2 separate regions of the Cricetulus griseus genome follow, and region 2 is linked to region 1. The links are chromatin contacts, called in public Hi-C maps. All regions are on one chromosome and are shown on one strand. Each heading gives the region's core, a stretch centred on a gene start, on an enhancer-like site or on the middle of the called end of the contact. The rest is flanking DNA. Distances are from core to core; before and after follow the strand shown.

Evidence for each region. Hi-C and Micro-C count contacts between places; a contact is called where the count stands out from the background.
Region 2: a Hi-C map of fibroblasts shows a contact between it and region 1, with 3 times the contacts expected there. The contact joins the enhancer-like site here to the promoter of Tmem270 in region 1. A contact is called at or near these places in 4 of 8 Hi-C or Micro-C datasets (the CHK-Q cell line, the CHO-K1 cell line, fibroblasts and 1 more).

The regions. Positions count from the first base shown.
Region 1 is chr4:113,983,114-113,987,163 of CriGri-PICRH-1.0, forward strand. Tmem270 (transmembrane protein 270) reads right to left here and starts at 2,256. Exons shown (of 3, transcript XM_035444498.1): 1 at 2,149-2,256.
Region 2 is chr4:114,040,892-114,044,941 of CriGri-PICRH-1.0, forward strand. No RefSeq gene overlaps it. Among named protein-coding and RNA genes, the nearest start is that of Claudin-4, 20 kb to the left of the region's middle. Within about 2 kb of position 1,715, at least 2 of the 6 cell types and tissues checked have open chromatin away from gene starts, as enhancers often do.

The DNA.
Region 1 (4,050 bases), core at 1,006-3,505:
CACAGGATTGAAGGAATAAGGGAGAATGATAGAGGAGGGCATCCAGACCTCTGGTTTTTATGTGCACACACAGCATGTGCATCCACACACATGTACAGACATCATACCCACACACATGAACGGACATCATACCCACACACATGGACGGACGTCATACCCACACACATGTACAGATGTCATACCCACACACATGTACAGACATCATACCCACACACATGTACAGATGTCATACCCACACACATGTACAGACATCATACCCACACACATGTACAGATGTCATACCCACACACATGTACAGACATCATACCCATGGGTAACACATGTACAGACGTCATACCCACACACATGGACGGACGTCATACCCACACACATGTACAGACATCATACCCACACACATGTACAGACATCATACCCACACACATGGACGGACGTCATACCCACACACATGGACGGACATCATACCCACACACATGGACGGACGTCATACCCACACACATGGACAGATGTCATATCCACACACATGTACAGACATCATACCCACACACATGGACGGACGTCATACCCACACACATGGACGGACATCATACCCACACACATGTACAGACGTCATACCCACACACATGGACGGACGTCATACCCACACACATGTACAGATGTCATACCCACACACATGGACGGACGTCATACCCACACACATGTACAGATGTCATACCCACACACATGGACGGACATCATACCCACACACATGTACAGATGTCATACCCACACACATGGACGGATGTCATACCCACACACATTAACACCAGAAGGAAATAAGAAGAGGGAGGAAGAAAGAAAGAAGGGGGGAGGAGGGGAAGGGAGAGGAAAGGGAAAGTGGGCCCATGAGATGGCTCAGCAGGTAAAGGGGCTTGCTGCTAAACCTGATGGCCTGAGTTCAATCCCCAGGACCCACATGGTGGAAGAGGAGAACTGACTACACACACACACACACACACACACACACACACACACACACACACACAGAGTCAATCAATCAGTCAGTCAGTCAGTCAGTCAGTCAGTCAGTCAGTCAGTCAAATATAATCTTTTTGAACGAAAGAAAGGACCAGGTGTAATGGCACACATCTTTAGTCTCAGTACTGAGGGAGGCAGAGGCAGGCAGATCTCTGGGAGTTCAAGGCCAGCCTGCTCTACATAGCAAGTACCAGGGCAGCCGGGGCTACCCAATGAGACTTTTCTCAAAATGGATATACATATAAATAAACAAACAGAAGGAAGGGGAAGAGAGAAAAGAAAGGAGGGGGAGGAGGGGAAGGAAGACTGCTGATAAACACCCATGCCACAGTAGTTCCTGATGAGGCTTCTGGGAGTTCACTGGTTATTCCCTGGTGGCTAGTAAACACTGAATCTCTATAGGTTCCTATCCCCACCATGCTTACCATCGCAGAGAGACTCCCAACCTGCAGCAGAATTCCGAGGAGGCCGGATCTGACCCGGGGAACGGCCTCCATGTCTGGCCTCCATCCATTCCTCCAGCCAGGAGAGGCAGGGTGACCTCACAGATGCCACAGGGTGGGGGGTTAGTTACCATGGGGACCCAGTTGCCACATGAGCCACTATCTCTTTCCTTAGGTCCCCTCCTGCTCCTCTGAGACCTCAGCTCAAATCTGGCTACATTGAGATCACAGATCGGATAGTGACCACAGATCTCTAGGATCAGTTCTCTGTCTATCTGTATATCTTTCTTTCTTTTTATTTATTTATGTTTTTAGAGAGGGTGTCAGGTAGCATAGGCTGGTCTCAAACCAGCTATGAAGTGAAAAAGATGACCTTGAATTCCAGACCCTCCTGCCTCCACTTCCCAACAGCTGGGATGACAGGCATGAGTCACCACGCCTAGCCTTTTGAATTTTGATTTGGCTTTTGTTAGAGACAGGCTCATCCCAGTAGTTCAGGATAGTCATTTCCAGCAGGTGTATTAGTAGCAGGTTTTGGCTTTAGGCAACCTGTGGCTAGAGACCCCCGGGAAAACAGCTCAGACCACATTCAGAATCAGTCTAGTTTACCTGCCAGTCATGGGTGGTGGGAAGGTAGAGAGGGAAGACGGAAAATAGAAGGGTGGAGGAGATGGAATCTGTATGGCCTTACCTTCCAGGATGGGCCCGAGAGTAGCAGATTTGCTGCAGAAGGAGCCCCAATTTAGCTTCCTCAACTGAGACCCTTCTGTCCTCACTACTCCCCATCCTTACCTCCCCCCCCCCCCCGCCTCCCTCCCTTCCCCTTCTCTCTCCCCATCAACATCGGGATGGAGAACGAATTGCACGCTGGTGGTGCTCAGTCTTGGAGTTTCCCCCATACAGAAGACCAGGGATGAACAGCTGGGAGCATCGAGGAAACCAACGAGGAACCACCAGGCCAGGGATCCCGGATAAAGAAGCATGATCGCATCCCCAGAGCGCTCCGCACGGGTGCAGTACTGCAACGCTGCCGCGAGGGGGCGGGAAACACCACGGGGTCAGCAGGGCGCTCGACAGGCAAGAGAAAAGTTTCTGATTTTTGCCCAATCGGTTTCTTGGTAAACAGCCTCTTGGAGCATCTGAGAGCACTGTTTGTGCATTTCCTGTCAATGCCTGGGTTACAAGAAGAGGAACCACCCAGAAATAATGAGACTCACAATCTTTCCCCCACCCCACCCTTTATTTTATTTTGGTTTTTCCGAGACAGGGTTTCTCTGTGTATCCCTGGCTGTCCTGGAACTCACTCTGTAGACCAGGCTGGCCTTGAACTCAGAGATCTGCCTGTCTCTGCCTCCCGAGTGCTGCATTAAAGGCGTGCTCTACCACCCGTTACCCCACACACACACACACACACACCGTCCAGTCTCCCCTTAATTTAACCCCTTCTTTATTTGTCAGAGCTGGGGGAGTTGAAACCAGGTCCTTACACATGTTAGACAAGAGAAGAAGAACCCAGCTTGGCCTCCATTCCTCTTTGTATCTGAGGCTAACTTCCGATTCTTCTCCCTTGCACCCTCCTATTTCAAGTTTTTTAACATGATTTTTATTTGTGTGACTTGGATAAAGCCATTTGTAGAAGAAAAACATACAAGTTTCCATATGAATATGTATAATGGCATGTGGATCATTTTGTATGCTCCAGAAAACAATAGAAGAAAAGATTAGGTATAAAATAATGGAGTTTGGCGTGGTGGCACATGATTTTAAGCCTAACACTGGGGAGACAGCGACAGGTGGATCTCTGATTATTTTGAGGCCAGCCTGGTCTGCAGCCTAGTTCCAAGACAGCCAAGGGGGCATAAAGAAACTCTGTTTCAGCCAGGTAGTGGTGGCATATGCCTTGGGGAGGAAGAGGCAGGTGGATCTCCAAGTTTGAAACCAGCCTGGTCTATACATAATGAGTTCCAGGACAGCCAGGGCTACACTGAGAAACCCTGTCTCAAAAAACAACAAAAAACAATGAGAGAGAGAGAGAGAGAGAGAGAGAGAGAGAGAGAGAGAGAGAGAGACCCTGTCTGAAAAAATGGAAAAAAGAGAAGAAAATAAAGGCCAACAGGTAAAGGCACTTGCTACCAAGCCCATTGACCTGAGTTCGACCCTGGACACCCACATGGTAGAAGAAAAGAACCAATTGCAGAAAGCTTAAGGTAGCTCCAGTGGTAGAGATTATGGCCGCCATGTTCCACTCCCACCACTGGGAAGGAATGAAGGAACGAACGAATGAACAGAACACCAGAGGTCTTGGATAAAGTGTTTAATATCAAGTCTGATAATTTGAGTTCCAGCCCCAGGACCCAAATGGTGGACAAAGAGAAACCACTGCCCCAAGTTGTCCTCTGACTTCCACAAGAGACACCCTTGTCCTTTAATCCCAGCACTCTGGAGGCAGAGGCAGGAGGATCTCTGTGAATTCAAGACCAGCCTGGTCTACAAGAGCTGGTTCCAGAACAATCTCCAAAGCCACAGAGAAACCCTGTCTCGAAAGAGAGAGAGAGAGAGAGAGAGATCCTTGTCATTTTGTATTCCCACACCC
Region 2 (4,050 bases), core at 465-2,964, 57 kb after region 1:
TAACCACTTAGCCACTTCTCCTGCCCTTATTGTTTAGAATATTAAAGTGACTTACTCAGGGTTAGACTCAGGGCCATTGGTCACCAAAGCCAAGAGGTATAACTACAACAAGCATCAGTTCCAATAAAATCTGTTTGTAAGATATCACTATGCCCAAGCTGACCCCAGCAGAATACATAATACAAGTAACATTATATACACACAACAGGTTGTATTTAGGAATATATATGTGTGTATGTATATGTACATACACACATATGTTATATATATTCAATAACAATTGATGATGAGGCCATGAATTTGAAGGAGAGAAAACAAGGTTTTATGGGAGGGTTTGGAGGGAGGAAAGGGATAGGAGAAATTAAAATACAATCTCAAGAGCCTGGAGAGATGGCTCCGTGGGTAAGCTCACTGATTGCTCTTCCAGAGGACCTGTGTTAAAAGTGCCAGCACCACACAGAAGCTCACAACTGTCTGTAACTCTAGTTCCAGGGGATCTGACACCTTCTTTTGTCCTCCAAGGGCCCCAGCCACATCCCACCTGGTGCAAGACATAAATGTAGGCAAACATCCATACCCATAAGTTTGAAAATACAATAAAATAAATTAAGTTATATCTTTTTAAAAAATAGGGATGGGGCTATGGTAGAATGCCTACTCAGCATTCATGAGGCCCTTCCTGTACCACGAATAAATAAATATGTTTTTTTTTTCAAGACAGGGTTTCTCTGTGTATCCTTGGCTGTCCAAGAACTAACTCTTGTAGACCAGGCTGGCCTCAGACTCACAGAGATTCACCTGCCTCTGCCTCCCAAGTGCTGGGATTAAAGGTGTGCTCCACCATTGCCCAGCTAAAAATAAAAAATTTTGAAACAGGGTGGCACTATGTAGGCCAAACTGGACTCAGACTCAAGAGAGCCACTTGCTTCTGCCTCTGGAGTGCTGGGGTTAAAGGTGTGCATCACCACACCAGGCAAAAATATTTTTTTTTCTTTTTTGATTTTTCAAGACAGTGTTTCTCTGTATTGCTCTGGAGGCTGTCCTGGAACTCACTCTGCAGACCAGGCTGGCCTTAAACTCACAGAGATCTGCCTACCTCTGCCTCCCGAGTGCTAGGATTAACGGTGTGTGCCATCAACGCCCGGAAAAAATAAAATCTTAAAACAAACTTCAGAGTGAGAGTGAATATCTCCTATCCTAGGTGACACTGATCACATCAACCTCAACTGCCTGTCCCACTGGCTTCTTTCTCCAGGGCCAGAGATTGGTCCTGGACAACTGTGTCTCTTGCTAGAGTCGCCCTCTCCTGTTTGTTAGGGAGAACTGCAGCTTCCACAAAGTTTGATAGAAATTTTGAAAATCTCATATAACACTGGAGGATGGAGAGATACAGCCGTTGGAACAGGATGCTAAAACACCTCCAAATTGGCTGCCTATGTAGAGAACCAGAGGTGGGACTCTTCCGTTTAAAAAAGGTAACAGTTGTGGAGTGCTAGAGATCTGAGTCTGTCCTCTCATGCTGCCTGACTGGATGTTGAGGCTGGGTCCAGTACACCTTAGTTGTCTGCGGAGGGAATAGCAAGTATGACCGAGCCTTGACATAGTCTGAAAAGGCCAACCTGAGACAGAAATATGAGATCCCGGGAGACTGAATGGAAAGAAGAGCCCATCCATTCCTGGTGGGGGAACTGTGGCTCTGGACACGAGAGCACCCCTAGTGGAGGTGAGAGTCGCTGCAGCTCGATCAGCTTGCTTATTTATAAAGTGTGTGTGTGTGTGTGTGTGTGTGTGTGTGTGTGTGTGTGTGTGTGTGTGTGCGTGCGTGCGCGCATGAGAATGCCATGGCATGCATGCATGCATGTAGAGGTCAAAAAACAACCACTGAAGTTTTCTTCTTCTACTCTGTGATTTCTGGAAACCGAACTCAGTGGCAAGCGCCTTCACCTCACTGCCCCACCTCACCCCCCAACTCACTGCACACACCAAACGACCTCTGCTTGGTCTTGTGGAATACCGCCACCCTGGGGACCCAGCTGGGCAGAGTCCTTTCAAGCTAGTCCTGATGTAGCGTCGGGAGGAGGAGTGTACGCCTGGATGAAGAAGAAGAAAGAGGGAGAAGCTGTTGGAGCCGCTAGGATGATGGCAACTTTACATCTTTCCCCAGCAGCTTCCACCCCTAAAAGACGGAGACCCTTCCCACACGCTCAAGATGGGTGGAGAGCCCCACCTATAGATTCGCTACAGGAACTGAAGCCCCGCCCACACCATCTAGTCTCTAGATGGCCCTGCCAACATCCTCCTGATGGAATCTGATAGGCCCCCCTACAATAAGGTCAGAAGCCCCGCCCACACGGTTTACCGGTAGACTGGGAAACTCCGCCCACCGAGATACTTTGGAATGGAAGGCCCTGCCTACGTGCTCACCTAGGGAAGAGCTTAAACCCCGCCAGCTGTAACCCCCAGAAAATCCGGGAGAGATGCCCCGCCCCTGCCTGGTGGCTCACAACACATCCGTGATTCCAGCTCCAGAGGGTCTGACGCCCTTTTCTGACCTCCGACAGCACATTTTGCACTTTTACACATACAAAACATATACACTGGCGAAAGACTCACATTAACTAAACTAAATAAATCGAATTTAAGAAAAGAACTACCCTGGCCTCATCCTGGGCCCATTCACTAAGTTCCTGATTCTTCATCCCCAGCTGCCCTCCATAACTCCCCAGAGAGAATGAAAATTCCAACAGTGGGAAACTCAGCTTTCAGTAGGGGCAGAGGGGACCTAGGGGGACAAGAAAGCGATTAGAGTGGGCCAGGGGATTCAGGGATCCGGCCTGAAACCAGGAAGTGCCCTTGGCCAGGCTTCCTGGCAGCCCCCAGGCTGGGTTCAGTTGAACCTGGCAGAAAACGGAAGAAAGTGATCTTGGGCAGGGCCTGTTTATGGCTTGGTGAAACCTAGCCCTGGGGAGAGAGAGTTTCTCCCAAGGGGGAGGGGTAGGCAGGTGTGACTCACCCCTTTCTCACCTGCTCAGTGACACCTAAGAGCCTGGGAATTACCCCAGAGTAGCCAACCAGGTCATGTAGAGAGAAAACAGTTCCACTCTGACCTGGCCATTCTCACCTCACACCTTCCCAATGTCCGCGAAGGGAGGGGAAGGTTGTACCCAGAACTATGGACTCTGTGGATGAGAACACAGCACCCTGTCGCGCCAGGCAATAACAACCCATCTATCCTTAGACTCAGGGTGTAGTAAGCATGCGCAGGAGGTCCAGGCCCTCAAGACCCTGCGGCCGAGGACGGTACCAGGAAACCTACCAAGACCGGCTCCCACAAGAGGCCCACCCACACCTACCTGCCCCAACCAGTTTTGCTTCTCAAAAGGCCCTTAGGGGGCCCGGAAGTTGGAATGAGAAGACAGAGCCCTGGGGCAGCAGAGAGGGAGGGAAATATAAACTACCTATTCCCTGATCTAGAGCCAAGAAACCTTCACCGAAAACCCCAAGAGGGTAAGAACGCAGACATCTCTAAGACATCTGCGATAACGCAGAGGGTGAAATGCCACACGGTGCCCATTAATCTGCACTTTGGCCTTTTCTTTTTAGTTGTGCTTTGGGTTCTTTTTGGTGTTTGTTTGTTTGTTTTGAGACAGGGTTTCTCTGTGTAGCCCTGTCTGTCCTGGGACTCACTCTGTAGACCAGGCTGGTCTCAAACTCAGAGATCCTCCTGCCTCTGCCACCAATGCTGTTGTGCTTAAAGTTGTGCTCCACCACTGCCTGGCTGTTTTTGTTTTTTAATGCTGGATATCGAAACCAGGGCTATGCACCTGCTAGGCAAGAGCTCTGCCTCTGAACTACATGCCAGCACTGTGCCAACCTTTCCCATGTGAAATTAAAAAGTAATAAGCTGAGCAGGATGGCACAGACCTTTGATCCTAGCACTCAGGCAGATCTCTTGAGTCCAAGGCCAGTGCATTCTACATAAAGTATCCTAGGACAGCCAAGGTAACATAGAGAGACCCTGTTTCAAAAAAAAAAAAAGAAAGAAAGAAA